2 separate regions of the Mus musculus genome follow, and region 1 is linked to region 2. A link is a contact called in public promoter capture Hi-C data. All regions are on one chromosome and are shown on one strand. The core of a region is the stretch at or near the end of the contact, and the rest is flanking DNA. Distances in the headings are between cores, read along the strand shown. Region 1 has its middle 9.5 kb from the start of Gm40084. Region 2 holds the start of Cd5l (CD5 antigen-like).

The links. Promoter capture Hi-C pulls out the DNA fragments that hold promoters and counts their contacts.
Region 1: a contact with region 2 is called in a promoter capture Hi-C map of macrophages, with 7 read pairs. The contact joins the enhancer-like site here to the promoter of Cd5l in region 2. A contact is called at or near these places in 6 of 39 promoter capture datasets (the C10 cell line, the SN4741 cell line, embryonic stem cells and 3 more), 1 of 15 datasets of contacts at CTCF or cohesin (pro-B cells), 11 of 484 Hi-C or Micro-C datasets (B cells, CD4 T cells, the CH12 cell line and 6 more), 4 of 115 datasets of contacts at active chromatin or transcription factors (the 230-238 cell line, CD8 T cells, bone marrow-derived macrophages and 1 more) and 3 of 9 other capture datasets (adipose tissue, liver and pancreatic islet).

What each region holds. Positions count from the first base shown.
Region 1 is chr3:87,399,815-87,404,022 of GRCm38.p6, forward strand. It overlaps a transcript of Fcrl1 not described here. Among named protein-coding and RNA genes, the nearest start is that of Gm40084, 9.5 kb to the right of the region's middle. Within about 2 kb of position 1,812, at least 81 of the 459 cell types and tissues checked have an H3K27ac peak or open chromatin away from gene starts, as enhancers often do. A contact at or near this core is called in the 230-238 cell line, B cells, CD8 T cells and 10 more, where this site is marked.
Region 2 is chr3:87,354,914-87,359,301 of GRCm38.p6, forward strand. It overlaps Cd5l (CD5 antigen-like), which reads left to right and starts at 2,968. Exons shown (of 6, transcript NM_009690.2): 1 at 2,968-3,116. The coding sequence starts at 3,089.

The DNA of each region.
Region 1 (4,208 bases), core at 562-3,061, 44 kb after region 2:
AGATCAGAAATGTTCAGGGTGCTAAAGCTATATGAGCAATCAGGGTCTCCACACACCACCAAAGAAATAGACTCACCCATGAAGGAAATGTAAGTAAATTCTGTCTAGTGTCAGCAGGGCCCAGTTGGTGCCAGTTGACTCGAACCTTTTTCAAGTCAACTGTGGGACACTTTACAGCACAAGGTTAGTGCTGACCATGGGCATTCACTGACATGGAGGCTGGTGAGAAGCACTGACTCTGTGACTTTCTTCTTCACTGAATTTATTCAAAGCTTCTTTGCTTTCACTTCTTCCTTAAGGCAAGTGCTTTGCACCTCTGGTGAGAGAGCTCTCACTTGATGCTGAGCAGACAGAGCAGCGGTATAGCTCTCTAGTTGGGCTTGCTTTGGCCTCACTGGCTCGTCTCTTGGGGAACATTTTCACCGTGATCATATATTAGTTCCAATTAGGAAATCTATCCCATCACCTAAATGAAACTGGGGTGTATGTTTCTGAAATCCCTGCTCAAAGAGGCGAGTGAGAGTCAGTTCTTCCCAAGGTGCTCCTCTGCAATTACCTGATGTTGTGCCCTTTGGGCATCCATAGATTCATTAGGCACAGTTCCTGTAGGACATAGACAGGACCTGCTTGAACATCTGAAGTATCTCTAGTTTTCAATGTCTCTCAGTAATTTCTTAGGTATGTTTCACGTGTCATCCCTCTGATTTGCTCCCTGGACATGGATGCAGAGTAGGATCTGGGGTGAGTGGTGCAAGGGGACATCTGAAGCATCAACAGTGTGGGGCTAGATCCTATTTGGTACTTTGCGGCACACAACAAATTTTATCACCCCAAAATATTATCCTGATCACCAGTTCCTACAAAAGTGAAAAGACATTGGGTGGGGGATGCTATGTGCTTCAACTGTTTCAACCATGACTGCCTGGGCATAGTGGCTCCAGGTTCCCTTGGGCCAGCACTCCATTTCCCCACATATATCATAATCTCCATGAACATTTAGTGGCCTTCATAGTACTCCTTATTACTTTTTTTAGATCAATGAGTGTGGTCCTGCTTTTGTAGAGACAGCTACTAACCTTTGAGCAAAAACATCACAACTTTGTATCATACTCTAAAATCACAAACCATATTCCCTAAGGCTTCATGCCTTGGTGCAAACTCAGAAGTTAAGTTTTAAAAGCCCAATATCATCTGTTCAATCTAGAAAATGTCACAGTGCATGACTAAAACCCAAGGCTAAGAGTCAGAGGGTCTGGTCATATCAATAGCCTTCCCTTGTAAACATCCATGTGTTCACGTGTGTCTTTGCTCATTTATTTGTATTTATTTCACATGTGAACCTATGTGACAATGTTTGTTTCTCTGAGAGTTTGCTAATTCTAGACTCCTCCTAGGTCCAGGGAGGGATAGCCTGAAGATTCCAGCTTGTATCAAGAGGTAAGAGCTAAGCAGAGCCTGCTTCATTTTTCCTCTCTCCAATTTTAAAAACCAGAAAAGTCGCTTTGCTCATCTCGGTATGAAATGAGTTCAAGCAGAAGTGAAAGGGGGCAGGGAAGACAGGCAAGGGAACTTCATATTTTGCACCATAAAGAGAGGTCTGTACTCTTCACTGTGGGCTGCTCAGAGTTCACTGTTAGCAGTTTCTTTAGTCTAAGTTAACCCTGCCTCCAGCCCCCACCCCAGAGTCCAGATGGGGCTTGAAGGATGTAAGCTTCAACATCCTTGATAGGCATCTAGACTCCACTACACAGAGAGACAATAGCAGGGAAGCATGTGAGAGAAAGGAAGGACGCTGACACCACAGCTCTCACGTGCTCAGCGCTTGAGAGGGCAGGACTGAGCTCGGAGAAGGTTGACTGCCCTTACTTCCTTTCCTTCTGCCAGCCACAGATGAAATACACTTTCCTGTATTTCACAGATGAAATATTTTAGGGTGTTAGCCCTCACCTTCTTACATCACCAGCTCTCGAACAAAACACAACCTAAAGATTTAATTCCTTCTCTGCCCATGGAAGTATATGGTGACGGGCAGTATACGGTCTGGCATTTTCGGTTGCAGAAGGAAATCCAGTCTGGAGCACTAGCGACCATTTAACACATGTTCTTCACTAATTTATTCATGCAAATTAAAAGTGAGGATTCTCATATTTAACAAACAAATTCACCACTTCTGTTTATATTTGAATTTCAGTAACCAATGGCTTTTTTAAAACATGAGTATATTTCCCAATATTACATGGCATGTTGTTGCAGTAAGAATTATTTGTTATATAAAATCAAAACCTAACTAAACACTCACCATTCTATTTAGAAGCCTGGTTTTCAATTCAAAGCCCTCTGCTGGGTGCTAGGTCTGCAATATAAGCAAAACACAGGCTGTGTTTAACCAGAGCAGGAACAGATGTGATAATGAGGTCGCAGGTAGACAACAGGTTCAGAATGTTGTCTTCTGAGCATCTCTTTCCAACCATGCGAACCAACTGCCAGCGATTATCGTCATGTTCACTGTTGACCATGGAGTGAGCTTGCATTGATTTATGTGTGGAATTAGTGTGACTTTGGCACACTGCTTGTCAAAGCTATATTCATCTGCATCTTCCTTGTGTTGACAGCCATGGTAGCTACAGAGAAGCCAGCCATGAACCATCCTTGAACAGCCACTACTTTCTTTTCAGCATTCAGATTGCTGAGGAGTGTCTATCTTCATCAAGGGTGATGCCGATCTCAAAAGGGCAGAGTTGACTCTTGAGAAGGTGAAAATCCTCTTACTCTTGTTTAATGACTAAAAGATGCTTTGGGTTGCAGTCAAACATGTGGTATTAAATTTTGATAGAAGAAGGGGTCAGATCTTTTAAAAAAATGATGTCTGAGAAGAATGACCATGTGGGGCAGTGGATAGCGCCACCAGACAGAAGAACTCGTATGGCAGTAGCAAAGATCAGAACCCTGATAAAACTCATAACTGAGAGTGGGTAGGAGTCTGAATTAGCTCCTGACCAGATTCTTGTCCATGACACCCACTAAGAGGACCGTGTTGGTCACGTAGCATAATCTCTGGTTCACCCTGAGTAAGTTGTATGCATCTTCATCCACCATGAATAAAGCAGTTTGGACAAGCAAGGACAGTCTCCTTCATCAAGGACCACCATGGGGTTGGGGGAAGCCTTTGTCATACAGAGTCACGCCTAAGTCTCCCACAGAAGACCCCTCCACATACCTGGCACTCACACTGAGCTAAGTTGGATTTCCCACCGACATCCACACCCTCAGGCCCTGTTCCCAACTCTTCACAGTCCCCAGGGCGGGGTACACAGAATGATGGGAGCCCCATTCTCAACTCCTTGTGGTTCTCAGCAGCAACTGACTACCCAGAAGTTTGAGAACCACAACCTCTGTCAGACCCCTATGTTAGACTTCGTTTTGCTTCCCCTGGGCTCTCAGGAGCACAAGTCTGGCACCCAATTAGCCACATTCCAACACCCCAGTGGTGAGACCCACATGACCATTAAAAAAAAAAAGATTGAGAAACACTGGTCCAAAGTTTCCCAAGGCCCATTAACAGACCTCAACAAAATATAAAATTTATAAGACAGACACAAGCCCCTACATGCTACTTTGGAGAAATGAAATGGAAAGAATATAAAGAAATAGTTACAAGTTGTGGCAAGCACGCAGAGGAAAGCTCGTAGGGGCTGGCCCTGAATTACTAAATGCAAGTGTGATTTCAGACAGGTTTGTGAAACTTAAGATGTCTTCGTTGCTCTCCAGCCCTTGTTTCTGTAGACTTTAAGTTGGTTTTTGCACAAGATGAGAAAGGTCTTCTTATGCTTCTTAGTAGCTCCAAACGAGTTTTATTCAGAATCAACATCTGCCTGTTTTAATTCTCTTCTCTCTGGGTGTGTGTGGGGGACCTCTTAGGTGAAGGTCAGGTTCACAATACCAAGGAAGCTGAATGGCAGGCAGGAGTGATCCATGCTTGCAATCCTATCGCTCCACAGACGTAGGAGGATCACAAGCTCCCGCCTTAGCAATACAGCACAGCCCTCTCTCACACAACTAAAGCCAAGAACACCTAAGGGACAGAAGAACTCTCTTGTGAGCAAGTCCAACATCGGCTCAACCCCAGGATATAATTCTTCCTGATCGTCAGTTTAAATAAAAAGGAAAGAAAATAAAAGAAAAATGTGTTGTTGTTGTTGTTGTTTTTT
Region 2 (4,388 bases), core at 1,718-4,217:
CCTGAAAATCCAGTATCCTCTTTTGCCTCCAAGGTACACATGTGGTACACACACACAAATGCTGCCAAACACTCAGACTCATAAAAGAATAATAAACATTTAAAATAAAGTAATTTCAGACCTTTACAGCTTTCTACAAGCTCGCAGTCTAACGTGGCCTTCCAGACTTAAGATAAACACTTTACCCATTTTGGCCTCTAACCCAAACACTGAACTTTCTGCTCACATTCTTTTCTCTTTGGACTAGGTCAGTGGTCCAGTGTGCTTGTGAACACTCTTGCTGTCTCTCTGTGTGTGTCTGCTCTCTGTGTCTATCTGTCTGTGTGTCTGTCTGTCTGTCCCTGTCTCTCTCTGAGACAAACTGGACTTAGACTTGTACTCCCATTTCAGCCTCTGGAATGCTAGCCCAGGCCACAGCTCCATGCCGTGTTCTAGTAACAGGTCTCCAAGACCCAGGAGTGGTCTTCTTCCCTTCTGATTCTTCCTGGCTGAAACCAGAACACAAACTCTGAAATGCCATTGTGGGAATTTTTCCTGGAGTGACAAGAACTAATGTCTATTCACCCCAGTTAGGGCACTAGCCCACAGATCGAAGTAACATCCAATCCAGCCCACTGAAGCAATGAGCTTACTTGGCTTGCCCACAGGAGCATGGGTGACCCCCAAATAGCTCTGTCACTGCAAAGTCGTACTCCAGCATGATGTCCACATCTCGGCAGCTCTGTGGATGGAGTCTCTCCTCCTTTCAGTGAATGTTTCACCTCCTATAAAAACTACAACCTGCTGAGACCATTTCCAGTTGTGGGGTGTCCCCACTGGGGTGGGAACACAGGAGGAAGTCCTAGCTGTCATCTCAGGTGAGGCTCTAAGGACCTGCCCACTCTCACCTCCTCTCAGGGAATGTACACAGGCAGAGCTTGTCCAGGGCCTTTCGGGTAATTCTGGCTACACTCATTAGGAGTCTTTCTGCTTGAGGACAATCCACAACAGATACACCATACCATTAGTAGCTGCTTCTGTCCTGTGAAATAATGTCCCTGCTGACTGACGAGCTTGATTTCCTTTCTTTATCTTCTTGATCGAGCTAATAAAATATTTTATTGGGAAAATATTTTGTCTTCCCCCCCCTCAATTTCTTATGTGAAATATATTCCTGAATCACAAGTCTGTGTTCTCCAGGATGCTTTTTGCCCACAGGCTGAGATTAAGACTTTTATTTTTCAAGGATAAATTCTGTTGTTTGTGTCAGGGTCTGGAAGGATTGAGGAGAACACAGAGCATTTTAGTTACAATGTATCCCATGGCCCTAGCACACCAACTCCTGCCTTTTTGCCCTCCCAGGCACCCATCTGCTGTTGATAAATGGACAATTGTGCTTTTGTTGGCTTGTGCCCTACCAAGCTCTGCTACTCTCAGTTCTTAGCCCCTGGTCACCACCTCAGGCAGACGTAGTCACTTCCTACATTGTGTCCTCAAAATTCTTCCATTCCCCTGTCTTACAGCAGATTTTATGACTTATTCTTTTGGGGTTCCAAGCCAGCCCTGGTCACTCTCTTCCTTCAACACATCCTCTGGAGATTCAAGGCTGCTGAAAACTGTTTTTGGAGAAAACGATTGTTAGAACATGGGCCTGCACCTTTAGACCAGACCCCAAAGCCTGTATCATGTAACGCCATGCAGCTTTCTCTGGGACAGGGTTAAGAAACAGTGTGTTCTGTGACTTGACAGCTTTCCATGCCCTTTGTCACCTCTGCTGTGATGAACTAACTCATGTGATGTAGGACTTCCTGCTACTCCTCAGAGGCTATAGAATGATAGACCTTTCCTTTGTTCTTGGGGTGGGCCTGAGCCTCCTCACAAGGAGTTTCTCATAGAGGTATTGTGCAGGCTCCTTTTGCCTCCTCCCACCATGCCCTGTCAGTGTCTCAACCCCGCCCCGCTCCCCCACCCCCAATCTCACTCATAATGGAACTTCTCCAAGTTTTAAAGGGAAACCTCTCCTTCACTGTAAGGTTCCATCAAGTTTAGATCCTCATATGATTGTTTCGAATGTTCTCCCTTCCACCTCAAGGCCCCTTCGTGGTCTTAGCATCTTCTCTTTTTAATAAACTTTCCATCCAAAGGAAACCCTGAATTATGTGTCGGCTTCCCATTCTGAACTGACTGACACTATTATCTTCTTTTACTATTTTTTTAAATAAGTAAACAAAGAGATAAAGGACTAAAACTAAACCCCATGGTAAACCAAGTTTCACGCTAAGTAATCTAAGCTATGCCACCATCGGGGAAAGCTTACTTTGCTAGAAAGAGCCAAGGTTATATCCATGCTTGAAGCTTTATGTGCCACTAAATTAGCTCTTGAAGGGCAGGTGTGCTTAATAATGGAGGACTTGAGAGGGCTGAGCATCCTGATGGATATGCGGCTCAATTTGTTTTTTAACATAATTTAGACTGGAAGAACACCTGAGTTTAGTGAAGGATGTCTGTCCCTCACCACAGGGATTTGTGGCCATCCAAGTTGCAAAGATGGGTACAACTAGCAAACCCTAGGAGAGCAAGCAGACTATGTGTTAGGCTTCTGACCAGCACTCGGGAAGCTGGTTGAAGGTAGGAAAGCCATCCCTAAAAACAGAGATAGATGCCACAATCGTGACTTACATTTGGAAGTCAAGTCATTGCCCCACAGACCCTCAATGGAGGCTAAATATGGTCTAGGCTTCTAATGAAAGAGGACTGTACTGGGGTATCTACCTTCCCTTAGGAAGACTGTTTCTTCATTAACATAGAGCAGAAACTAAAGCAGAGACAGGTTGAGTTAGGCTTTCAGTATGATGAAATCATGATAAGAAAGCCTCCCTCCACCCACATTTTTTCAGGATCTTGGCCACTCAGTCACCTCCCTTCCTCTGGCCATGCTGAACTCAGCACATCTGGCTCTATCAGTCCCACCCCCTGGGCCTTTGGTCATTTGATAAAGCTCCTACTGCACACAGGACCTGCCTCTCTTCCTTATTCTAGTGTTCAAACCAAATACCACTGCCTGAGGCCTACAGCCTGTCTCACCACTCCATCGTCAGCTGCCTGGGCCATGGCTCCATTGTTCAACTTGATGCTGGGTGAGTGTCCCTGCTTCTGTGGCTAATCTTGTCACAGAGGAGGCAAGTGTCTGGGGCTTTCTGGAGATGTTACTAGGAGGATATTCTCCAATCCTGATTCAGGCATCTTTCAAAAGCAGTTTTCTATATATGGTAACTTATTCTAAACCTTAGAAAGCCCCCTAAAGCCATATTTGGAGTTTGCCTTGATTGTCAGATTTCTGTCTATTTCCTTATATCTACACAAATTTTCCTTTGACACACATGTACAATTAAAAAAATGACTGGATGTTGGGTAGAAGTGAGGTAGAGCAAGGAGAGAAAGGACATCTCTCAGGGGATCTGCTTGGCTAGCTCACAGTTACCCCTTGAGAGTATTTTGTTTCTTGTAATAAGACTTTGACAACATCCTTTCCCTATCTTTTTAAAAGTCTTTATTGAAAGAAAGAAAGTAGAGTTGCAAAATAACCATCTCTCATTAGTCTATTAATCTAGCATCCTCTGGAAATGATTCACAGGGTTCTCTAATTTTCCCAAGGTCAGTCTAGATACTGGATAATCTAGAGTTTTGAATTGCAAAGAAACATGTATTTTTAGTCATGGCTCTTAACTGAATTTCTAGGTTACCATACTTCACTGAAGTTTTGCTCTCTAAAGTAAAGATGAAGTTAAAATCCTAAAAAGTTTTAAAAAGGATTTTGTATGTTGTCTGTGTGTTTGTGTGTATAACAGAGGGAAAACTTGGGTTGCTGGTTAACCTTATTTTGAGACCATTCCATTGGCCCGAGTTGGCCAATCAGTCTAGGTTGGTTGGCCGATGAGCACTGGGGAGTCTCCCTCCTCTGTCTATCCAGTACTAGGACTACAAGTTCATGCCCTTCTAGAAGCCTTTTAATAATGTGATTAATATGTGATAGCCAGTGATGTCTGCTGATCTGCTACCCTATAAGTGTCATCCATTTTTAGTATCTTGATTACTGAAAGCATCACTAAAGCCTACACTGTTCTTTCCGCTTCAGACATATATGTCTGATGAAGGGTCTTTACCACATCTTAAACATCTCTACAACCATGCAGAAACCAACACTAGCCTTGCCTCTTGTGGATTACTGTTGAGCCTTCAAGGTCTCACCTGAAGTCTCATTTCCTTCAGAAAGTCCTCAGATCTGTGACAACTGCCCTCATCCCTCCAGTCAACATCAGAAGGCTCCAAGTCATTTACTCACTGTGTCATTTCTGCTCCTGTGTGTCAGCTTGTTACACTCCCTTTCCTTTTAATGTTTCCCTGTCCTG